Regions from separate parts of the Zea mays genome. Here all the other regions are linked to region 3. Evidence: chromatin contacts called from public Hi-C data. All regions are on one chromosome and are shown on one strand. Each heading gives the region's core, a stretch centred on a gene start, on an enhancer-like site or on the middle of the called end of the contact. The rest is flanking DNA. Distances are from core to core; before and after follow the strand shown.

What was found. Hi-C and Micro-C count contacts between places; a contact is called where the count stands out from the background.
Region 1: a contact with region 3 is called in a Hi-C map of leaf, with 3 times the contacts expected there. The contact joins the promoter of LOC100281706 here to the promoter of LOC541985 in region 3. A contact is called at or near these places in 4 of 25 Hi-C or Micro-C datasets (ear, leaf, root tip and 1 more).
Region 2: a contact with region 3 is called in a Hi-C map of tassel, with 3 times the contacts expected there. The contact joins the promoter of LOC100283875 here to the promoter of LOC541985 in region 3. A contact is called at or near these places in 7 of 25 Hi-C or Micro-C datasets (ear, endosperm, leaf and 2 more) and 1 of 3 datasets of contacts at active chromatin or transcription factors (leaf).
Region 4: a Hi-C map of tassel shows a contact between it and region 3, with 4 times the contacts expected there. The contact joins the promoter of LOC100278445 here to the promoter of LOC541985 in region 3. A contact is called at or near these places in 6 of 25 Hi-C or Micro-C datasets (ear, endosperm, leaf and 3 more).

The regions. Positions count from the first base shown.
Region 1 is chr9:152,762,190-152,768,306 of Zm-B73-REFERENCE-NAM-5.0, reverse strand. It overlaps LOC100281706 (Heat shock 70 kDa protein 8), which reads right to left and starts at 3,882. Exons shown (of 2, transcript NM_001154626.2): 1 at 3,731-3,882; 2 at 863-2,794. The coding sequence starts at 2,793. The coding sequence ends at 1,057. TRNAK-CUU (transfer RNA lysine (anticodon CUU)) reads left to right here and starts at 4,744; the gene lies at 4,744-4,816.
Region 2 is chr9:152,825,147-152,831,981 of Zm-B73-REFERENCE-NAM-5.0, reverse strand. LOC100283875 (polygalacturonase) reads left to right here and starts at 1,682. Exons shown (of 9, transcript NM_001156773.2): 1 at 1,682-2,011; 2 at 2,114-2,251; 3 at 2,344-2,514; 4 at 2,638-2,658; 5 at 2,731-2,938; 6 at 3,035-3,116; 7 at 3,233-3,341; 8 at 3,415-3,546; 9 at 3,692-4,045. The coding sequence starts at 1,709. The coding sequence ends at 3,916.
Region 3 is chr9:152,986,202-152,992,706 of Zm-B73-REFERENCE-NAM-5.0, reverse strand. LOC541985 (MADS14) reads right to left here and starts at 1,425. Exons shown (of 8, transcript NM_001320931.1): 1 at 1,013-1,425. The coding sequence starts at 1,197.
Region 4 is chr9:152,780,176-152,786,277 of Zm-B73-REFERENCE-NAM-5.0, reverse strand. It overlaps LOC100278445, which reads left to right and starts at 1,672. Exons shown (of 5, transcript NM_001151723.2): 1 at 1,672-2,260; 2 at 2,384-2,728; 3 at 2,845-3,129; 4 at 5,082-5,309; 5 at 6,057-6,102. The coding sequence starts at 1,847.

The DNA.
Region 1 (6,117 bases), core at 2,633-5,132, 230 kb after region 3:
GAATAAGTCTCGTGGTCTGTGGAAAGGACAACAACAGTCCTTGTCGCTTTTTGATTGTAGGGACAACAACATCTCAATCTTTTTTATTGTAAAGACATCATGTGACAGCAGCAACATGTCAATCTTTTGACGGCAAGGATAGCGTTCTGCATGCATCCTCTTTTCCACTTTTTCCAGCTTTTGGAGGACAGCAGCTCGGTGCAGTTTTCTTTTGACTAGAGTACAACATCACCAATGGTTACTGCAGTTTGTAGGACAACATAGTTACATCTCTAGAAAGCATATGCTGCATTCCATTGGGCTATAAATATATATCTCAATCCTTAGATAGATATGACATTATATGATGTTTGATAAAATAAACAGAAATTCGTCCAACTTATAGTGCCATCTCTCAATAAGAATAAGAGTAATATTGCTTACATCGAGATAACACCAAACCAAAGACTTGCAAGCCCTGCCAAACAGGTCCAAGCCTAAGCCGGGATAGACCACTCGTCATCCATAGCTACGGATAGCTTTAGAGATCCCGTCGGTGAGTACCCATATTTAGGACCGATGTGATAACCTTTGGTTAAGTAAACCTCGTCTTTTAATTTTCATCTATCTAATTAATTTTATAGTTAGACTATATTTAATACACGTAATTATAATATAGTCTAATCATTCAAATATTCGACGATGTAGTTGGATGAAACCTAACACCCCTGTACACGTGTATATTGTCCCGAACCATCCTCATGCACTTCCGAGTTTGCACAGCACTCGACAGAAGGATGAAACTCTCAGTTTCGTACTGCACACCAGCAGTCCAGCAGTCAACAAATCCTGAAAACTATGAAGTACAAACATCCGCAACATTCATCTCACATGTACGAGACATTATTGCACAAGGATGAAACTGGTAGTTCAGTTCTGAAGACTGCCCAACACCAACAGCACATAGACAGCGCCCACACAAGACGGGGGACAGTGACACAGTGAATACTGAACACTGAGCATCCGCTACATTCGCACAACGCACCAGCTACTTACGAGGCCTCGGAAGGCCACATATCATGGCTGCAGCTTCTTCGGAAGAACAGCAAGGTCGAGAATCCTCCCATACATCTTTGCTAGAGCTTGCCCACACCAACCATGGCCATCGTCCAGCGTTGGCATCCTCACCTCGATGAACGGTGGAATGGCTGGGCCTTGAGGCTTGACGACCCCTGCGAACACCCTGAGGACATTGGCAGCATCGATATCCATGCATACACTGATATCAACTGCTCCCTTAGGGGCTGCCGGAATTCCAGTAATCTTGAAGTACCCTAACAGATGGTTATCTTCAGCACGTTCCCCTTCTCCTTCATACACAGCAATTAGGGCTTCGGTCTGCTTGTCGTGTGTCGTTGTGAACAGCATGTCCCTCCTTGCTGGAACCGTCGTGTTCCTAGGGATGATCGCAGCGAAGCTATCACCGTCGGCACGGATTCCCAGGTTCATGGGAGTTGCCTGGATCGTGAGAAGATCCAAGCTCCCCGAAGGATCATTCACTCCCGAAGCTATGGCTCCTTCCAGCGCAGCACCTGAAACAGCAGCTTCTAGAGCATCTATGTTCTTGTAAGAGACCTCCTTCTTGCACAAACCCAGGACAAGGCTTCTGATTCTGGGGATCTTCGAACAACCTCCGACCAGTATGACATCATTGATGTCCTCTGGTACCAACTTCGCATCAGCCAAGCACTGGTTGATGATCTTTTCGCACTTGTCGAAAATTGCCCGGTTGACTTGTTCAAACTCTGAATGGTCTAGAACTTTGGACACCATGTGGCCATTCCCCAAATCTATATTGATCTCCACGGATTCTTGACTAACGAGCCTGTGAATTGCATCTTGAGTAGCAATTCGCAGTAAGCTCATCGACTTGATTCTATCCATTGTCTGGCCAGCATATATACCGTCAAAATTGGGAAGAACATGGCGCATTATGTTCTGAAGTATATCCTCCCCACCAGCTGTGCATCCTGATAATGCTCTTATCTGAGAAACACCTCCAGCTGTGGCAGCCACGGCCACATCACAGTACCCAGCACCCATGTTAAATATCAGAGCAATTTTCTCGATGCCGCTTCCCATATTGTCATGCACAAGCTGCTGCTGCTGCTGAGCGTACAGAAGCGCCACAGCAGTTGGTTCTGGCATCAACCTCAACACATGCAGCCCAGCCATTGCACAGGCTCTCTCAATCCTGGTCTGTTGAAATCGACTGAATGCAACTGGTATTGTAAGCACAGCATTCCTAACGGGATGCTTAAGGTGCATCTCCACCAAGGCCTTCAGTTCAAGTAGAAAGATGGCAAGGACCTCCTCCGGAGTTGTAGATCGCCACATGTTGTTCACGAGCGCTGCAATGAATGGTCTCACACCGATACCCAATGTCTGCACAAGAAATGGGAGAGTCTTACTAGCTTGAACCACTTCATCAGTGTCCATTCTTCCTATCAGGCGTTTCATGTTGAATATGGCACTTCCTGACAAGATGTCTCTTTCCTCGTGTGCATTTTCCTTGGCTGCACCTCCAGTAACTCCTGCTGAAAGAGTATCATCTTTGAACATGACATATGACCTCATCCCTTTCTGATTACGGGTATTCTTTAAGAGCTCAACTTGGTGGCCATTCCAAATAGCAACACTGCATTTGGAAGTCCCAATGTCAATGCCAACAGCAACATCAGGGAATGAAGCCTGTGATTTGTCTTCCCCGGTGGTTTCACTATCCGATGCCACGGTATAGAATTGTTCAGCCATCCTACAAACAATATTGCATCAGATATACATTGCTGGTATACAATTCGTTTTTAGGAACAAAGAAGCTCAAGACAGGAAAATTGTAGATCGAGCTATTATGAATATATATATGGAAGAAGTGTGAACAGGTTAACAAACAGCATGGAAAGAAGCCCTATGTGGCACACACCCTGGTTAACACAGATGAGACATGGCAGAAAGTATCGAGTAAGTAACATCTTGGCATACAGCTGACTAGCCGAGTGCTACAGTACCAAACCTCAGGTTTAGCGTTCTACTGCCCGGCTACAATCACAAAGCTTCCATGGTACACCACTGAGCCCAGCCAGGTTAATCGACTTGCATAATAAGTCAATTTAAACTAGTAATAGATCTTGCATTATATATTCAGATGACACAACCCTGACATACTGCGCCCCATTCCCCAACTAAATTCCTAAACGTGCCGAATAAACCACATATATACACCGAATTCGAAACAAGAAGGAAGCGAGGATTAGGAAACCAAGGCGAGAAATTCCCTTGACCATTCGCATAGTCTCTGCAGTGCACATAGTCTCTGAAACTATGTGCTTCGTTCAGTTCCCCTTCCCCATTTCCTCGTTCCATCTTCAGTGCAAAACTAAGGTGATCCACTAACAAAAAAACACCAACATCCACATTTGTTCCATGTTCAGTGCAAAACTAAGGTGATCCGCTAACCAAAAAAACACCAATATCCACATCAAATGATCGCATAATGTATATCGCCGGTGGAACTGTAACACAGACGCGCAATGGTTGGCTAGCAAGAAAAAAATGTGGCGTCGAATGTGGACACGCAGCACCAAGTAACATGGAATGGCAAGGTTCATAGCATTGCTCCGACGTCCGACTAACGAAACCACAGTTCGAAGTAATGAGGCGCAGGAGACTCAGGCGATTAGTCATTACTTACCTGGCCAAGCGACGGCGACGGGAAGGGGAACCTCCGGGCGGTGCTCTGTGACGCTTCTTCGGAGAGGTGATGAACAACAATTGCGGTGCGCGTGCGATCCGATGGGGCGTGGGGAGAAGGGGGTGGAAGGAGGTAGAAGAAGGGTGGAAAGACGAGTATCGGGGCGCATCTTCTGGAGACGACGAGAGACCGCGGGCAGGCACGCGGCGTGCGCTCGCCGACAGGCGGAGCCGCTGAGTCCGAGGTCGCTCGGTTCCTGCTAGAAGAGTCGGGAAGCCGCGGGACGTAAGGATGGCAACGGGTAAAATATCCGCGGATAGTGTCTCTGGATATCCATATCCACGACTTATATCCGAACCCGTACCCGTTACCCGCTATGGATAACAAACAGTATCCACATCCGTTACCCGCAGGTAACGGATATCCACGGATATATCCGTTTGTCCACTACACATACAAAATATTTAAATCCAGCAAATTCAAACATGATATCATATTTGTCCAGCAAATTTAAATATGATAAAAACATAAATCCATACAGAATTTGTCCAGCAAATTCAAACATGATATCATATTTGTCCAGCAAATATAAAATTGTCTACGGATATCAAGTGCTACCCATATTTGGGACGGGAGTACAAGATATTTTAACGGATATTCGGGTATTTGGGTATGGATATTGATTTTTCTTATCCGTTTTAAAAATATCCACGGATATCAAGTGCTAACCGTATCCGTATCCATGGGTACAGACTCGTACCCAAAACCGTGCCCAATGGATTTTTTATCCGCGGGTACGCGGATAAATGACATCCATTGCCATCCCTAGCGGGACCATAGCTGGGGCACCTGGCCTAGTCGCCGCGTAGCCCGATTTTTTTTTTACATTTTAGCCCTTCCTCGAAAAAAATCATGTTTAAACCCTAGAAAATTTTAATATCATTTTTGGATCCTAACGTGGCACCGAGTTCGGCGCCATAGATCTTGGCGCCGAGCTCGGCTATGTACACAAAGCCTGTCTAGCTTAGTTGGTAGAGCGCAAGGCTCTTAACCTTGTGGTCGTGGGTTTGAGCCCCACGGTGGGCGTTTAATATTTTTTTGTCTTTGTCACTTATTTGTTTTTTGTTGTCCAGATTTTTTGTTTATGTCGCTAATTTGTCCGTCCAAATTTATTTCTCATCTAGATTTTTTTGTTTTTGTGACTGATTTGTTTATTCGTCCATACATTTTTTTGTTTATCCGGCGAGCACAGCGGTTGTGTGCCACAGTGGCCGCGAGACAAGACGGTGGGCGTTTAATATTTTTTTGTCTTTGTCACTTATTTGTTTTTTGTTGTCCAGATTTTTTGTTTATGTCGCTAATTTGTCCGTCCAAATTTATTTCTCATCCAGTTTTTTTTGTTTTTGTGACTGATTTGTTTATTCGTCCATATATTTTTTTGTTTATCCGGCGAGCACAGCGGTTGTGTGCCACAGTGGCCGCGAGACAAGTATATAATGGAGTATACTTTTATTTAGTACAGAGGAAAAAGATTAATATGTGTGCTTCTTTTTATATGGTCATAATTGAAATAAGAGTGTTGTCATTTGATTTTTATTGTGGTTAGCTGAGCAAACAAGGGGGAAGTTGACGGGTTGCGGCCATTGTGGCACACAGCCGATGTGCTCGCCGGATAAACAAAAAAATCTAGACGAATAAACAAATCAGTCACAAAAACAAAAAAAATCTGGATGAGAAATAAATCTGGACGGACAAATCAGCGACATAAACGAAAAATCTGGAAAAATAAACAAATCAGTGACAAAGACAAAAAAATATTAAATGCCCACCGTGGGGCTCAAACCCACAACCATAAGCTTAAGAGCCTTGCACTCTACCGACTGAGCTAGACGGGTTTTGTGCACACAACTGAGCTCGGCGCCAAGATCTATGACGCCGAGCTCGGTGCCACATCAGTGTCACGACGTCCGTTCGTGCCAGCGCAGCACGTACCTCGGCGCCATAGCCTATGGCGTCGAGCTGTGTTACCTCGGTGTCATAGGCTATGACGCCGAGCAAAGGATCCAAAAATGACATTAAAATTTTCTAGCGTCTAAACGTGATCTTTTTCCGAAAAGGGTTAAAATGCAAAAAAAACGGCCGCGTAGCCGCCTGGCATGGGCCCTTGCTAGTTGCTGCACATGAAATCTCTAGTGAGATCTCGGCTGTCTGAACCTGTGCCGTGTCGCAGATCTTCCTTTGCTAGTACTGGTGGAGGCCTGGTACGTACATAGGCTCCCAACCATTGGAGACGGAGGCCTACTAAGGGAGTGATATACGGATTTGGGCTTCCCATTGAGTTGCGCTCGGTACTTATCTACGTGATTGGTTGCCTGGTCAACTAATGC
Region 2 (6,835 bases), core at 433-2,932, 160 kb after region 3:
ATTTTACACATAAGATTTAATGATCAGATCAGACCCTATTTTTATTCATTTTTAAACTAAAATTTATTTAAAGACCTATTATTTTGTGAAGAAGTATTTAGATCACGCGATCTATTACCACTCCTATATCCATGTCATTTATACTATAATACTTTAACGCGATGACCTATAACGCTGATTCGTGTAGTCTCTGCGCGGTAAGTCACGATGATCTAAACCCGATGAGCTCTCATCTCACGTGAGATGAAAAAAGGCTAAAAAAAATTCGGGCGTGAGGATCATGCGTAAGACAAGATAGATATACATGCGTTTATGCTTGCACAAAGGACCCCTGATTATTTAGGCCCTCCTAGAAAAGGAGGAGGGTCGATTTGTCCTAAAATTCCCTTGGGAAAAACTAGCAACTTCCAAACTACGGGCCCCCGAAGAAGGCTGCAACAACGCGGCTTAGCTACACATCCAAACTGACACATGTTCATCGGAGGCTCCAAATATAAGTTAATAAATAATAACCCTGGTCCCGGGTATGGATGGCAATGGGTCGGGTTCGGATTGGATAGAGTAAATACCAGTCCGCGACTATATCCGCGGGGATTATCTATATCCGCCCATGACTATGCCCACGATTAAATTTTTGTACCCGTGCCCGTACCTATCGGGTATCGGACGGATATCGAGTATCCGTCGGGTACAGCAGCTTGGTGCATTCTCCCTAAATGAAGTATAGTGCTGTTCTGAGCGTCGCACATCGCCATGATCAGCGGAGGCACATAATGTTGTTGCACGGTGCAGTCGTGTAAATGTAGCCCTGGACATGTGTTGCTAATGTTTTTTTTTGCTAATAAACTTCCAACTCGTCAAAATCGGAGAGTAGCAAGCATAGTCGTCTGGTGTATTAACACTCTCTTAGCTCAAGTACTTGTACTAGATAGCACTAGTACTACGTACTGGCACTAGTACTAGAACTATATCAGAAGCATCAACAGACATGGAGGGATGACAGTATGATGAGCTGTCGAGGGTGGACGGCTAGCTAGCGTACTGATAGGTTGAAAATCTAAAATCACTATTTTCGGATATTCGTCGGGTACCCGCGGGTAAGAAATCAAATCCGTACCCGACCCATAATAAAATCGGATCGAGTACGGGTAAGACCCACGGGTCAAATTTCGTGCCCGAATCCATACCCGACGGGTCGGATATCCGAACCCGCGAGTAAAATTGCTATCCCTAGTACCTTGGTACTTGGAGAGATTTGATCTAGCAGAGGAAAGCACACTGGCGGCCCCCGCCTGTCAGCCGCTGCAGAGCTCGTGAGCAACGCAAGAGTTATGCATGCTCGCGGCGGGTCGTCGATCGAGCTTGTTAGGGCATGTACAGTGGAGAGACACTAAAACGGTTCTCGAAGCATAGGAGACAATTAAGAGACTCTATTGTACAATGAAGTGTCTATAAACGTAGTCTATTAATAAATACAGAATTAAATGTATTTGTATAGCATCAGATCGATAGAACAGACGATAAATTCGTACAGTGAGAAGTGAGGCGTCTGTTGTTACTTGGTTTACGAGCTAGAGGCGTCTCTTCACGGAGAGACGGCTCTAAGATTTTTTTGCAAATAACCCCTAAAACACCTTAAGAGCCCCCATATTAAACACCACTATACATGCCCTTATTATCTCCAAAGAAGTTGGGTGCTAATGCAGTAATGCTCGTCCCTTCCTCTCCTCTCCTCTCCTCGTCTCCTCCCCTCCATTCGCCTGAGCCTCCTCCCCATCTCCGGATGGGTGGCTCCACCACCACCGTCGTCGTCATGCTGATCGTCGTTCTTCACTACTACATGCTACTAGTAGACGGCGCCAGTTGGGACGAAGTTTCCTCGGAGGCTGACGGGCCGGCGCCGGCAGAGGGTCCAGACGACGAGCTGTGGCTGCCCAGGGCCGGACCGCCACCGAGGGTCGTCAACGTCGACGACTACGGAGCCGCGGATGCCGGCGTCGACGCCGCCGAGGTGAACCCAGCTTTATTTAACTCGCTCCCTGGCCCGTTTGTGGATCCCGATCGACCGCGGTTCTGATGATCTATCTCACACTCCACACGCGTTTGGAAACAGGCTTTCCTCGCGGCGTGGAGCGAGGCCTGCAACTCCTCCGCCGGGCGGTCCGTGTTCCTCGTGCCCGAGGGCAAGGCGTACCTCCTGATGCCCGTGAGCTTCCGCGGGCCCTGCAGAGCTGCCTCGGTCGCTGCAATGGTGAGAGATGAGTGAATACTATGCTATCCCGCGCGCTAGCTGCTGCTCTCTCGTTAGCTAGTGTTACAAGCTAATTAAGCAGATATGGTCAGATAAAGGGGACGCTGGAGGCGCCGTCGGACCGGTCGGTGTGGCTGGAGCGCGGCCTGCAGGAGTGGATCACGTTCGAGGGCGTCGACCGTCTCCGCGTCCTCGGCGGCGGGACGCTCGACGGCAACGGGATGCAGTGGTGGATCAACTCGTGCAAGCTCAACAGATCAGCGGTACGCTTGCGGCTTGCTTAATGATCAGTCGTCGTCGGTGTTTGCTTAACACTAACATTAACATGCCATGCGTATTTTTTTTTATTTTTGTTTTTTTGTTTGTGTATCCACCACCACCACCAGCGCTGCGTCACCGGCCCGACGGTACCTTCCCTGACCCGGCAACCCCGATGTATGTATGTATGTATGTGCGTCTGAGTTGGCGAGCTTGGTCAGGCGCTGTACTTGAGGAGGTGCACCCGGCTGGTGGTGGAGGAGCTGCAGGTGAGGGACAGCATGCAGATGCACGTGGCGATCGCCTACTCGCGGGACGTGGCCGTGTCGAGGCTGTCCATCACGGCGCCGGCGTGGAGCCCCAACACGGACGGCATCCACGTGTCCAACAGCAGGGAGGTGTCCATAAGCAGGTGCACCATCGCCACAGGTACGTGTATGTGTATGTTGTATGTATGAGGTGCCCCTTCTTCCTTCCTTTTCATGTGCGTGTGTGTGTGTCCAACACCATGCAACAACAATGCAGGTGATGACTGCGTATCCATCGTGACTGGCTCAACGTTCGTACGGGTGACCAGCATATTCTGCGGACCGGGCCATGGAATAAGGTATACGGCGTTTAATTTCACGTTTTCAAAATTTGGCATCATCTGTAAAAAGACATGATGGCAACACACACAACACAAGCTCTACGACTGTGCCTGTGCCTGTGCCTGTGCCGCAGCATTGGTAGTCTAGGAGCAAACAACTCATGGGCCCACGTCTCCGACGTCCTCGTGGAGAAGGCCACGCTGCTGGGCACGACCAACGGCGTCAGGATCAAGACCTGGCAGGTAGGTAATGCACGATCTCCTCGCTTGTGTTGTTGTAATAACTTAATTGGTTAACACACGTACTGCACTGCAGGGAGGGTATGGCTACGCCGAGAGAATTAGCTTCCGAGACATATCGATGCGCAACGTCACTAACCCGATAATTATAGACCAGAACTACTGCGACTCCGCCAGGACGACGACACCGTCTTCTTGTCACGACCAGGTATATATATATATATCTATACCGTCGTCCTACATCTACAGTACGTTGGTCCAAGTTTTCTCTGCTGCTTCTTCGTGTCGTCGTCAGATCTTCCAGAGTAACTCTCGTGCGCATGCATGCATGCACGCACACTTTGCACACACAGGGATCGGCGGTGGCCGTGCGTAATATAAGCTACAGAAACATACATGGAACCAGCGCTTCCAGAGTCGCCATCAGTCTCGTCTGCAGCGCCGCTCTGCGTTGCGACGGTATACGGATGCAGGATGTCTACCTGGTCGGAGAAGGAAGATACGCTACGTGCTCTTACAGGAACGCCACCGTCGTACAGTCTGGGTATACCTTCCCCTTTTGCAGTGCGGAAATGTAGTACTAGTAGCACCTACACATGAACTTAGGGCTCATTTGGTTTAGCTTTTGAACCTGTTTTTGTTTTTGTTTTTACAAAAAGCCAACCAATATAATGAGATGAAAAATCATAGTTGTGTGCGCAGTACAAACACATGTGTCCCACGAATGATAATGCAGACGACTATTGCTGTCATGCCTGACCGCCAGCCAATTCAAAACCGGCTCGCCGGCTGGTAGCTGGCCGCCGCCAACGCCACCGCCGCGTCCAACTGGCAGACTTCCGACCAAACGACGAACCGGCCCCGTGCGCCCCACATGCCACAGGGCGCACGCACGGACGCGGCAGCGCAGCTCCCCGAGGGAGAGAGAGACCCAGGGCCACGTCCGCAGCGCCGCGTTTCAAACTGTCCGGGCCAGCGTTGGGCTCGCCGCGCGCCGAGACGACACGGTCCCGCATGTCGCTCGCGGCGCAGGCAGCGAACCGCGCGTGAGCCCGAGGAAACTCCCGGCCGGCGGCGGGAACGGTGCCCAGCCGCCACCAGGACGATGCCGAGACCGAGAGCACGAGACGGGACGGGTACTGACTATATATTACCTACGGTTACGGCCCGGACTTGGCTACGGCTACCAACCGGACTGGAGCTATGGGATGGGGCTCGAGTTTAAAATTTCCACGGATCCCACTGCCACGCCCGAGTAACCGCAGGCGCAGCTTTGCAGGTGCTCTGCTCTGCGCCTGCCGCCGTCCTGTGCCCTGCCTGTCTCTTGCCTCTGCATGGCGCGCGGGTCGCCGGTCGACGTCGTGGCTGACGGACACGGAGGGCGCCACGCCCACACAGTCTGCGTAGGCCGCGTGACATGGCTAGTAGTAACTGTTTCGGAGGCACTGTCGCCGCAGTGACGCTCGTGCGGTGCAGTACTGCGCAGGCGAGGAGCAAGACCGCCGAATTGAACGCAGTGACGCGCCGCGTACGGGGCGGGAGGTCACAACGCACGGCACGGACGGGACGGTAGGCGGGTAGGCTTTCCGTTCTAGGCGTCGGCCCACCGACCCCGAGTACGTAGCGGCAGGCCTACCAGGGGGTCTACTCGCAAAGCCCAACACACAATAGCCTGAGACTGTTCAGCGGTTACCCCTAAATTTTTCTCACTATATCCCACTCATGTGTCATGTCAACGTTCTCTCCCCCCTATATCTCCACCCTGTACAGCGGTTCACCCTAAATCCTTTCCCTATATCCCACTACAACCATAAAATATCATTTTCTATACCTACTTTTCACCTCCTATCAATTTTTCATCAACTAATAATTAATTGTGGGCCCACAACACAGTAGATAGGGGAGGAAAGGAGAGTACGCTGCATTCGGGGGGAGAGAGAAGACGATAGCGCGTGGCTGCACCGTAGGGGGTGCTTTAGGGGGCACTGTTGAAGCAGGTAGCGTCTTCCTGTAGCCTCTACCGTAGGGGAGAGGGAGCTCCGGCGGGAAGCGGTGAAGAGAGTCTGACAAGGAGGCAACAACAATCACAAAGATCTCAATGGTCCTCCACAAGCACCAAACTGGCTAGTTGTTGGAATATGTTTCTAATTCCTTTTATATATTTAGAATATATTTTGTAATATGTTTTTCTGTACACCTATAAATATATATCCTTTCTGATAGTGAATTTGTTTACTTATGGTTGTTTGCTCCTCTATATTGGAAGGAGATTTTTTTCACATAAATCTTTGTGTCTATTTTATTTTCTAAAGCTAGCGATGCCAATCACTAAGACCACTTAGTGCCGCAAAATGCAATATCTCAATTTGCAACACGCTAGATCACGCACGCGATCTCACACAAAAATGCAACCACAAAGTTAGGAAAAGTGAGTTTGAGTGTTTGATCGAGCTCTATGTATGTGCCAATGTCAGCCAAAGGTGCCAAGAGGCCTAAAATGGCTATCCAACCAAGCACATATCTCTACTACTTATTAAGTAAGTAATAGTAGTCTGCCTCCCCTCGTTCTGCCGTTCTGCCGTCTATCAATCTGGACCGTCCGTATCCTATCGTGCGTCTTCCCCTCCACCGCACGACCGCACCCCAATCCCTAACCTTCCCCCGCACGTTCCTCTCCTCTCTCTACCGCGCTGCTCGCCCCCTGCGGCCCTGCCCCTGCCGCGATAGATGCCTCACGGCCCCCGACAACGACGACCGCGCCGCCATGACCTCCCATCGCCTCCACCTCCGCCGCAGGGCGCACCCTCCCCCTCGCCATGGTCACCGCCGGAGCGCCACCTCTACGCCTCGATCCCGGTATGTCCTCCCAAAGCTCGCTACTCCTACCAGATCTGGGTGGGATAGGTAAACGAAAACACCCACCTGGCGACGTCGCTCGCGCCAGCCACCGACTTCGACTGCGTCGTCGACGCCTTCGGGTACAACGAGTTGGCGATTGCGCGATGCCCGGGAGCTCCAACCGCGCGCCCACGGATTTCTCCTCCCCTGCTGCCGGTAGGAACAGGAATACCCCGCGACGGCTTCTCGGCCAGATTGATGTCGTCATCGAGCACCCTGTTTTTCGGGGTTCGGTAAGTCTCCATTGCAGCACCGTGGTCCGCCCCTGATGGCGCGCCTCCACCCCGAACCAATCGATCGCGAGAAGGTCAGTTCTTACACCCCTGGCCCCCCTTGCTCCCGGTGTCAGGCTTCTACTGTGGAATGTGAATCCCGCGATGCTCCTTGTGGTGGATTGCGCTCTCACAAGTAGCTGGACACTGATGTGCGACTCCACAGCATTAGGTTAGATTTTGCTTGCGTCCAGAGGAATGTGAATGCTGACTAATCCTACTGGTAACATTTTCTCATGTGTGCAGACCTGTCCTGGCTCTGCTGCTCAGGGTTTTCACGAGGGTAAGCGAGCTTATGTCTTCTTGTTTTTGTCCCAACGAATGCAT
Region 3 (6,505 bases), core at 176-2,675:
ATGGGTTGACAAAAATAAAGGAGTAGCACACAGGCGATCTGACGAACAGAAGGCCGGGGAAGAGGAACGGGACGCATGCAGTAAAAATAAAATTTTGGGGGTGGATAACTGGATATGGAATTTGGCAATTGGCAGTAAATAATGGGCTGATGTTTTTTTACCATTGCCTCTTATTGCAAGAGAACATGTTGAAAAAAAAAACTTGTTTGAGGTACAGGTTGCTATATATCCATCAAGCTCACGAGATCTACCTTGGGAAGTGAAAGAACTGTACGCACATGCATATATATACATAATGTTTGTTGTGACGAAGAAAAACCCATTTTTTTTGTTAGATGATGAACTGTAAGCAAAAGAAATCGAGGATATACTCCACAAAATTCTTTTGAACAAAAGATGTGTCATAATATCGTGTTCCTTGTACAGAAGCAGTAAGTAGTAGAACACAGTCAATAGAGGAAGATCTAGGTTCGTGTGCCCAGATCTCGATCGGTTACCCCGCAGTGATAGAACGAGGTACATAAAAGTAGTTGTTGAATAAATGAGGGGCGGCCAAGAAGGGAAACGAATCAGCCCAGACCAAAAAGGAAGAGAGAAAATTCTACACAGAAAGATTGAGCTCAGTGACCATAAATTCCAAATCAAACGAGGACGAACAGAAAGAAAGGCAGATGTCCATGCGTGGAAACAAAGCCGCCAAGACTATAGCTAGGACGAAGAGAGAAAGCTTTCCAAAGAGACAGATACACAAGATCTATCTATGAGGAATTGCGAGTCTTCCAAGTAGCCAACAATAAAAAACGTGCTCAAAGTGAAAGCGATCGAGAAGATGAGCAAAGCAGAGAGAGAGAGAGAGAGAGAGAGAGAGAGAGAGAGAGAGAGATCCAAAGTTCAGGTGCTCTCCTTTTTAGTATATCAATAAATTTTGTTCATTTTGGGGGTTGCGGAATATACATAGATCAGATATGCATACAGGGGCAAGCGGGAGCGCGCGTGCGTCGTACGTACGTACCATGAGGAGCTGGAGAACTCGAAGAGGCGGCCGCGGCCGGAGAATATGATGAGCGCGACCTCGGCGTCGCACAGCAGCGACAGCTCGTACGCCTTCTTGAGCAGCCCGTTCCTGCGCTTGGCGAACGTCACCTGCCGGCTGATCTTGTTCTCGATCCGCTTCAGCTCCACCTTGCCGCGACCCATCTTCCCTGCTAGCTAGCTGCTTGTTCCGTCCCCCTTCTCTCTCTACCTCTCCGTCCTCTCTTGCTCTAAAAAAGCTCCCTCGGGAGTCCGGCCTGGGTTGCTTTGAGCAGCAGAGAGATGCTTATATTGTGTGATCGTAGTCGTCGTACCCCTTGGGGCGAGATCTTTTTTACTCAAGCGGCGCTTTTGGAGAGTCCTTCTAACCTAACTTCTTCCTCGCGCGCGCCCACTCTCTCTCTCTCACACACTCAAGTAATTATCGATCTATCTACTTGGCAGTGACGCCGTGATCCATCAGGTAGCGACCAATCAATCACTCGCCCACCGGGGCAGCACCAGGAGCTGTTGCTTTTTGCGAGGTGCATGGTGGTGGGGACGGCGACGGCCGCGCCCGCGAGGGCGAGGGGACGGGGCATAGCGCCCTGATAGACGCGTGATAGCCGATTGATGTGCCGCCAGTTCGCCCGTACCAGCGCGCGCCCCCTCGAGTCTCCTCGACCTCGCCCTGGCGTACGTCCAGACCGCAATAATCTGGCGCGGGGAGGAGGACCGGAGGTGGAGCCGTTGTCCGTGGAGGGGGCGGGGCCGCGGGGGCGGGGGCGGGACCTGCAGCATGCGATGCAATAAAGGTCGCCGTACGCGGGTGAGTCGGAGAGGGAGAGGGAGAGAGAGAGAAAGAGAAAGGAGAGGGGGAGGGCACTAGGCGATCAGAGCACATGTCAGGAAGTAGGCGACGCGTGTCGATGCGCGTGCGGCTGGAGAGTTGGAGGAGCCAGACAGGACTGACCCCATGCACTGCTGCTCTATGGCGTGTAGGTGTTCGGCTCTAGGGCTCGTAGGACTTCGGCTTTCTTTCCTGTCAGGGTTTTTCTTTTGGCTGCTCTCTGCTACAGTGTTTCTCTTGTTTTTATCTACCGAAACAAATGGAGCTCGAAATGGGTGTGAAGTATTTTTTTAAGATAAAATAGAACAAAGTTCCAGACTCGCTCGTCCAAAAGTTTTGGTGGTCTCCAGCAACGTTCTCTAGATATTATCTATCTTTTACGGTATAATCTAAAAAATTATGTTCACTATATCTTCTCCATCTCGAGCAGTGTCCAATAAATTCGGTCCTCTATATTTATAGTAATAACAGATTTTTTATTCCAATTTATTTTTCCTCAAAATTGCATTGTTTGTCGTTTGTAAATTATATACATATTTGAATTAAACTTAAAATTAATTATTTAAATTTCGAAAATAGTGACTTCGTAAATTAATTAGGTTAACTCAAATTGACCGTGCCAACATTCTTTATAATTTTTCCAGGTCGAGCATAAGAAAACACTATTGTCATTGTTAGTCGATCATCAATTATGTATTACTTCAAACATGTGATAAACAAAACCATAGAAGCGAGCATATACCTCATGCACAACAAAGATATGAAAAACAACAGAACAAACACTTCATGTTTCCCATTCTAACTGAAAGGGAAATGTGCTCTTGGGCCATTTCTAAGTATTTTGGTGATTAAGTGTCCAACATAAATGGTTATGTGTTAAACTATGTCAAATGGTGGACAAAGTGTAAATCAATACAAAGGTATGATTCTAGACTTAGTACATTGGTTTTTGTGTACTAACATATTTGTCTAAGTGCTAGAATCAGAGAAAAGACAATGGAAAAGACTTGGCTCGAGCAGCCAAGACTCTGCTCAGTCTAGGCGCACCGGACTGTCCGGTGCGCCAGGCTGGCGTCTGGTGAACTGCCTACTCTCGGGTCTCGACGGCGGTGTACGGCTAAAAATCACCGGACTGTCCGGTGAGCCAACGGTCGGCCGCGCAATCCGCGCGTGACGCGTGGCCGAGCCAACGGTCTGATGGGGGCACCGGACTGTCCGGTGTGCACCGGACAGTGTCCGGTGCGCCAACGGCTCTAAATCGTCAACGATCGGTTGCGCCAGAATAGGAAAGAAATCTGCACCGGACAGTGTCTGGTGGTGCACCGGACTGTCCGGTGCACCAGTCGACAGAAGGCAAGAATTGCCTTCCTGGATTGCTCTCAACGGCTCCTAGCTGCCTTGGGGCTATAAAAGGGACCCCTAGGCGCATGAAGGAGCACACCAAGAATTCTTTGATCATCTCTTAGCACCAAGACATCTCTCTAGCGCATTTGATTAGTTGTGATAGCAATTTGAGCTCCTCTTGAGTTGAGAACTCTGTGTGTGATCTTAGAGCTCAAGTTGTGACTTGTGTGCGTGTTTGTGCTCGTGCTTTGAGGCTTGTGTGTGTTGCTCTTCCCACTCTTACATCTGTGCTTCTTTGTGATCATCTCATTGTAAGAGCGAGAGGCTCCAAGTTGTGGAGATTCCTCGCAAACAGGAAAGAGTAAAGAAAGAAGAACAACGTGGTATTCAAGTTGATCATTGGATCACTTGAAAGGAGTTGAGTGCAACTCTCGTCCATTGGGACGCCACAACGTGGACTAGGCAAGTATTGTACTTGGCCGAACCACGGGATAAATCCTTGTGTCTCTTGTGCTTGTTCTCACTGTGTCAATTGTGGTTCACAAGAGCTTTCTTTAACCATTTGATTTCATTGTGCTAACACTTAATCAAGTTTGTGGCTTTAAGTTTCAAGTTTTTACAGGATCACCTATTCACCCCCCCTCTAGGTGCTCTCACTAATGCACATAAAAAGTTGACATATATTCAGCAAACAACATAGTTCTAATTGTTCAAACAACATAGTTCTAATTGTGTCCCTATCGCCCCCTATGAGATCAGAATTGTAGTAGCCCACGTAGTCCACGTCGTTCAGAGGCTCCTAGTCGATTGGAAGGAAATCATTAGGAACAACAACATCGATATCATGAAGTACGTCCATGCTCCTGACCTCGCACTTGCATTCAAGAGCTAGCTGATCAAGGTCTCTAGCGAGGGACTCAATCTCCACTAAGGAATGGTTAAACTCATTGAACTCTTGTAGTTTTCATGGTTCGAATGCAGCATGCACCACATCTACAATGGTGGCACAATGCTCCTCAATAGCTCCCATCATGTTTGCGAGGGCTTTTTAGAGCTTTTCATTCTTCGAATCATGGTCTACATGAAACACATTTTTAGTTAGTGTACAATTCATAAAAATATCATTGACGACACCATGATGATGTATTATTAAACCAAGAACCATAGAGACGACAAATCCTATGTTCATAAAGGGAATCGAATGCAGGAACCAAACATTACTGATTACACATAGTGTACCTCTGTTTTGGATTGGAATTGTTGAACTTCTAGACAAACAAAACAAAGCCTACACATATTACACAACTGAACTTACATGAATTGGAGAAAGTGTATCATGATCAGGATTACTTGTATTCTGTTTGAAAAGGACACAAATGCAGGCAAAAGTTCTGTTCGAAAACATATAAAAACCAAAAGAGTAAGTGTATTGAAATTAAACTTACCACCAGGCAGAGATAAGGGTTCCGTTGTTCTAGATTTAGCCATGAAAGGTTCAATGATTGAAGATCTGAGTAACAGTTTGCAATAAAAAGGAAAAATGTTGATGTTCGCTTGTATATTGAAATGATTGAATTCAAACTATCGCTTCAATAAAAACTGTAATGCACATGGATGCGCACAAGATGCCATCTAAACATATCCTTTGTCCTAATTCATGGTGCCTAACTATTGACAAAAGGATCATACAATTATCATGTGCACATGAATAGATCAAGCGACAAATGACATTCGGAGGCCTAGCTGTAACTAGGACTGGGCGTTCGGTTCTTCGATTCGGTTCGATTCCTCGGTTATTGTAGAAATTTGGTTTTTCAAAAACTAGAACCGAAATAGCAAGATAAAGAAACCAGAACCGACTAGTTCGGTTCTCGGTTCTTCGGTTCTAACCGAACTGTAACAGCCACTCTAAAATTCTGAATAACGACAATTTTTGCGAGAAATTTCAGCAGCATCTCCCCACAAACAACCACAAAGTTCACAATGACCATAACTTCATAGATAATACATGGATGATTAGAGGTTCAACATAAGTCGATAAAACAACATCCGAAGTTACAAACACATGTAACAAATTTAATCTGATACTTTTGGTCTTTTCGGTTCTTTCGGTTCTTTGGAGTACATAACCGAAAATATCTCATTTATTTTAGTTCTCGAAAAACTAGAACCGAATTTCATAACGTTTCCTTCGGTTCGGTTAGTTCGGTTTCAGTTCTCGGTTATTTCGGTTCGGTTCCTCGGTTCCGGTTCTTTTTGCCCAGGCCTAGCTGGAACAATTCTCTTCGATTTTGATGATATCCAAATAGCATTTCACCTTAGTTGCTTGGAAATCAATCTCATTTTGTGTGTGGTGTGTCTACAAGTACTTCTCCATTTGATTTGATATAGTTGCATTATCTGTATAACCGATCAGTGTTGTGATCTTTAGAATTCAAGTGCAGGTTTTAAAGAAACTATCACATGTCCAACCAGGATACTTAGACCCTCAAAGAGCTCGTATGTTTCTAGATTCATTTTATGCAACAACCACTAGGTTTGTAAAGTCATTGATATAAATTAAGGCATAACTTGGATCATGGACTCATAGATAATAATGAGGCAACATACAAAGAATTCCTAAGTATTCGCAAGATGTATACATGCATGTGAACCATCCTCATTAGCCTATATATTTATATACAAAAATAATTGTGGCATTGACTTTTGGATATTAACTAACTTGCATACCTTAAATTCATTCAAACAAAGCATATAGGTACTAAGTTAATGAACTTAGAGGGCCAACATAATGAACAAAGGAAGGGTGAGCTATATATATATATATATATATATATATATATATATATATATATATATATATATATATATATATATATATATATATATATATATATATATATATATATATATATATATATATATATATATATTAAATCAAGATGGCCGGTTATATGTTGTTGCCTCAAGCATTATTACTTAGCATTATTACTTAGCATTATTACTTATCATAAATTCATATATATATGCGCTAGTACATCTCCTCCCTGCTATCATCAGATGCACGTACTGCTGGTGCCGGACTGCGGCCTTCTCAAAGTAGGTAACTGTGTTTTCTGAATTCAGTTAAATATCAATTGCGCAGTAGTACATCGATCGTATTTATGCTGGAGGCCGGAAGGGAGCTCATTATTAATTCATGGCGAAAAGATGGTGCGGAGACAAAAGATTTACTTGGCTTGTTGCCTTCTCTTCTCTGCGTAGGCGGGGGACGTACTTGGCTGGACGCAGTCGCTGACT
Region 4 (6,102 bases), core at 423-2,922, 210 kb after region 3:
AAGTTATAATTTAGCGTGAGCACCTGAGATCTATTTGGGCCGAGCCTCAACAAATATGAGATGATTTGATGCAGGTCATAGCTATAGCCACGAGAGAGTGGATTAGGACTAGATATAGGCTCGAGGGCATCTATGATGCACACATCCTGTTGCTGCCCTGGGAAATTAGGAATATGAACGCAGCCAGGCGCAATTTTAGTTACTACTCCCCCATGTTGAAATGTAGTGTATTTAACTTATATTGAGTCTGAACAAATATATAGAAACAGAAAAGAATAATAATATTGTTAACATCATGTAAACTATATTGGGGACGTTGTAGAATGTATTTTTATTATAAATTATCTCTTTAACTTATGACAAAATAAAAATACAATATAGAGTGAATATCTCACTGCAGACAATGTGGGAATCAAATAGCGTCAACACTCCTACTTTTCATGCCAGCGTGGCAGAACAGACAGCAATATTCCTACTTTTGAGAACAGAGACCGAAAGACATTCAAAATGGTAGTAGTAGAACATGCCGCAGCCTGGATGCCTGCTTTCTCTGCAAAGCACGTCCCAGACCTCCTGCACCAAACTTGTCCGCTCGATGCCCATCCCATCACCCGCTAGTCATTGCTCTAGCGGTCTAGCCCGGCTTGGATGAATTCGGATGTCTGAAGATCCGAATTACCCACGTTTGTATTCGGATAAAATGCTAATATAGATATCCGTATTCGTATTCGATTTTAATATGGGTGTTAAATAGACATATCCGAATTCGTTTCTTCTCTATCTGGTTTAAGATTCGTATTCGACAACATTCGACAAAACCGTGAAATATCCGATATTATTCGTATCCGAAAGAAAAAGTATTCAATAAAATCAATTTCAACTTACTTTTATTACTAATTACAAGTAATTTTAAACATTAAATAATATACTAAGAACTGAAGTACACCATTTAAAGTGTTAAAAATATTTATATCATAAACAAATGTCTGTGTTAATTTTACATTACTAGTGATATACAATGATAAATTTTAATAATATTAAAAAGCCTAATTTTGAATACAATAGATTATTGGAGTTTTAGAGTCCAAAATACAAATATACTTAATATAAAAAAGATTATAATTAGAGTCCAAAATATAAATATACCAGGTATAAATAATTTATTTAAAAATATGATATTCAACTATATGTTTCAACTAAATAATGTATATGTACTATTGTTCATAATTTACTTGTAATGTGAATTTTATCAACTATAAATCCATCGATAAAACAAATTAATACTTGTTATGATGTTATGTTCTAAATCAAGTATCCGAATATAAATTCAAATTCGAACTATCCATTTTGTATTCGTATTTGATAGTATTCGTATTCATATTCGTATTCGAATTAAAATATGGTAAATAGTGACATTCGAATCCGTTTCAATGTGTATCGAATCCAAATCCATCCCTAAGCCCGGCGTGGCTGGGCTGCTGCCGAATCGGAGCTCCAGCCCGGCGTAGGGCAATCCAGTCATTTTCGCCGCGAAGATCCTTTCAAATCGTGGCATCTCACGGAAAACGAGAAACACCGCCTCCCTTTCCATCCACCTGTCGTGCGTGCAGTCGTGCACTGCACCCGGCCTTTTTCCTCCCAGCGCCTTCTCCCTCTCCGACCAACACCTTCCACAGACCCAAAGCAACCCGACCGTTGCCGGTGCCGCCTCAGCCCCAGGAAAAAGGAAGCCCCTCGTCCGTCAACATCCCTGGTCCTGTCATCCACGCGCGCACGTTCACCGGCGGCCCCTCTCTTTCAGTTCGGTCGGAGGGCCAACCCGACCTCCGAGGCCTGAGCGGCCTCGATGTCGGCGCGGCGGGCGGCCAAGAGCCAGCACGCGGCGGCGACGCCGAGGACCATCAACCTCAACCTGGCGAGGAGGCCGGGCGGCGGGAGGCCCAGCCGGGGCGCGGGGCGCGCGCAGACCCGCCCGGCGCCGCCGCAGCCGGCGAGGCAGGTGCAGGTCAACCTCGGCGCGCTGTTCGAGATGGAGCGCCGCGTGCGCGGGCTGGAGTCCGCACCGCCATCGCCGGCGCCGGCGTCGCAGTCGCAGGAAGACGCCGAGGAACGGGAGGAGAAGTGGCAGTTCCAGGCGGAGATACTCCGCGCCGAGTGCAACTTCCTCCGGATGGAGCGCGAGGTCGCGCTGCGCAAGCTCGACCGCCACCGCGGCCAGATGGAGGCCGCGCTCAAGTCCGCCGTCGAAACGCTCGTATCGGTAAATACACACGGCGACACAACACGCATTATTCCATTTCCGACTAGTCATCGGCTCCATCAAAGCACCGCATGTTGTGCACCGACATGATGATGTTCTCGTATGGGTGCTGCTATACCACAGGGGAGGAAGAAGGTCGACGGGAAGGGCGACGTCGGCGTTGCGGCGGCGCTGGACGAGGGGATCGAGGACCTCGAGGAGATGATGGAGGAGCTGCGTGTGGAGAAGGAGAGCGGGAGGAGGGCGATGGGCGGTGCCCGTGAGCTGCAGCGGAGCCGCGGCAGGAACTTCGATCGGCAGGCGTCCTCGCTCCGCCGGCGCCTCGAGAAGATGCCGCCTGCCAATCCCGATCCCCTCGTCAAGGACATCCGCGAGATCGCCCTGCCCGTCCCCGCGCCACCGCCACCGCCACCAGCGGCTGAGCAAAGCGGCGACGATGAACGCGTCCACGGCGCCAACACCTCTGATGTAAGTCGCAGCGGTACTGATACGCAAATCGCATACGCAATGATGTTGTGTCGCTGTTTCAGTCTCGGGATTTTGCCGATGACTAAACGTACGGTGTCTCCTCTGCACGCTTGAAGGTGGAAATGCTGAGGATGAAGATGGAGGGGATGTCAAAGGGCATGCGCGAGCGGATGGCGGAGTACAGCCGGCGCCTGGAAGCCGTCGCCTCCGGCGACAACGCTGGCTGCCAGTCAAGGAAATGCGGCAACCGGCACAGCCGAAAGGCGAGCGCAGGCAGCCAGAGAAGCTGGAGCGGGGGCAGCACCGCGAGCAACGGCAACGCCCCGTCGGCCCTCGACGCCGGCCCGCACGCCCGCAGCCGCCAGAACGTGGCGGCGGAGAAGCGTCAGCAGCAGCACGTGGTACGATACTACGATTCAAATTTGCTCCCTCGCACTGTTCATAACACAGTTCATTAGCTTGTTCACTACTCTAGCTTCGATATTCCTCGCTTTCTCGGGAAGCAAGATTAGGAGTACCAAGGGAATGCGAATCGCTGACCTGGGGGTACTTCTGGTCAGCGACGCACACTCCACTTGACGCCATTATCAGTCCACGATTAAGCTGGTTTTGTTCCCATCCGGGTTAATCAGGGCGAGCTTTGAAATTGCCTACAGCACCGGATGCAGTGCTGGTCGTTGCTGTACCGTGGGGATCACTTTGTCTTGTACAGGGTTTGTAGGGAGATGAGTAATTGGCTGATGATCACCTCTGGGGCCACGAATCTATGGATTGGCACGTTGCTACCAACATCTAAAACATTATGGCCCTATGGGTTCCTTCTCGGACTGATACTATTACGCTGCTGGTAATAATCACTGTTTTCTTTTGCTGTGGAGCATGGAACCATGTGTGAGAAACTTGGCACTTTTAAGCCTTTTATCTTTGCTTCACCTCGCTACTACTGGAGGGTACTATATAGATGGATTTAGCATGTGTTTCCCTGATTTGAAATCGTCAATGATTGCGATACCGCCCAAGCTGTCAGTGACTCTGTCCAGTGGTCCTTGGGCCTGGGCCAAAGAGTTGGAGCTTTTCGTTAGTTCTGTTCTGTTCTGTTTGTTACTGCTCATCTGAGACGTGGGCGGTGGGCCTAAGGGAGGCTCTGCTTGAACATCATCAAAATTGTTTTGTTTTTCTGGGTGCTTATATTTCTAGACCGCGTCTGCACTTGCACTGCATGCATATGTGGCTTGTCCGCCTGACTGCATCTCGTCCAACAAGTGTTTTTGTGAGCACTAGTCACTTGGCTTCAAGAATGGTGATGCCGTTACCGTAGCCGTACCTTTTATTGTTTTGGCGGATGAAAGATTCGCTGTCAATGGGAAAGTTTGAATACGCGCCAACAAAAGAAAAAAAAATCAATCTGTTCTGCAAATTTGAAACTGCAAGGAGGTGAAGTTCAGTAATCAGTTAAGACAAACTGGCACGTGCCAGAGCAGGAACTGAAGTACCTACTTTGGCAAAGGCGTATACATAGCTTTGAAACCACAAACCGGCACATGATCTATCTCAGTATCTGGGCCAAGTATGAGCTTCAATAGCCTATAGGAGATGTTGCCCCCACAACGAGAAAGCAAAGCTTTTTCCTGGCCAGTTCGAAAGGCCTGGGCCAGGCTTAGGGCATGTGTTCGTCGCCGAGTTGCTTTCGCTCCGACTGCTCCGTATCAGATAGACCATGTCTGCTCACCAGCAGATGTGCATATCACCATAATAAGTTTGCTATGAGTGCATATAGATCGACCGAAGTTGGTTGGGTCTCCAGTTCTTAATGGCAATCCAGTACTATGCATTGACAGTAAAGCTAGTTGGTGAGGCAATCCATTCAAATCTGAAGCAACTGGTAATCATGCTTTCGAATTTTGTCGACACATACTGGGTAAAATTTTATGGCGTTCTCCCGCCTGCACCCTCTCCTTCTGCCCCTATGGCCCAGTGACGTTTCTTGCATTACTCCTTCCGTCCCATAATAAGTGTCATTTGTCGAGAAGTTAAAGTTTTCTAAGTTTCATCAAATATATATAAGACAATACTAATATTTGTAAGGTGTAATAACTATCATTAGATTGGTTGCAAAATATACTTTTACAATAAACTTATTTGAAGATATAAATTTGATGTTATTTTTTATATACTTGGTCAATTTTAAAGAATTTTGACTCCTCCATAAGTGTGGTGTGCCCTTAAATCATGACAGAGGGGGTAGATTTTTTGATCACTGAATCATTTGTCAGTCTTCAGACTAAAGTCATGCTAAATCTACTCATATTGCTTGCGAAAAGTTTTAGTGGTAACTGTTCCTTTTTCCCAGCAGATTATGTCTGGAGAGTGCAAATTGGTGGGCTCCGCAAGTTGCAGGGACTGCAGGGAAATCATGTGGAAGATAATGGAGCAAGTAAATGCAGAATCTGATCAATGGACTGAGATGCAAGATATGTTGGAGCAGGTCAGGTTGGAGATGCAAGAGCTGCAGTCTTCCAGAGATACCTGGCAGCATCGGGCTATGGCTTCTGACATCAGTCTCCGCTCCTTAAATTCTCAAGTAAGCAGAGGTTCTACCTATGCTTATGCCCTCACAATTGAAGTTATTCGTGTCCAATGTAAATGCACTGTAGTATTGTGCGTAGATCAAGTAAAAAACTATTTTGAATGGGGTATTGCTGAGTGCTGACCACACTTAATAAAAAAAGACTATTTTGGCACTAAAAAATTACTGCATTTGGTATGATGAATTACTGCTGAACTCTGTTTGTCAAAAAGAACCGCAGAACTGACGGTGAAATAGTGGAGGTACGTAAGTATAATGCTATATTTTAGGTTTCATCTTTTTGAGGTGTTATTGAAGGTCTATGTATTGCGTTATACAAATCTGGTCACTAACTTATAAAAGTTACCATCAGAAATTGGTAAAAACATTTTTTTGAAGACTAATCTAATGATAAAATGTTATATGTCAAAACATGGCATTACTTGTATTCCATGCAACCTGACATAATAGTACCTGTTTTTTGTATTGTACTGGAAACAAAATGCTATCCTGGACGGAAGACTAGCTATTGCTCTAGTTCATTATATGTTGAACACAACATTTGTTTGCGTGTATCAGTTAAGTGTATTGAGCCTGAATGCGAAAATATTTGTTGCTAAGTTGGTTAGGTGTTGTTCGACTTCTCGTGTCTTCTTCTTGATACAACGTCTGGGGCTTATCAATGTGTGCCCGAAGTATCCATTTTGTCAATGTCAATTTGTGAGATAGTCAATCTAATCGAAAACTTTCAACGTGCGGCAGTTACTGGAGTGGAAAAATCGGGGACAGGCGTACGAACAGCGTGCGG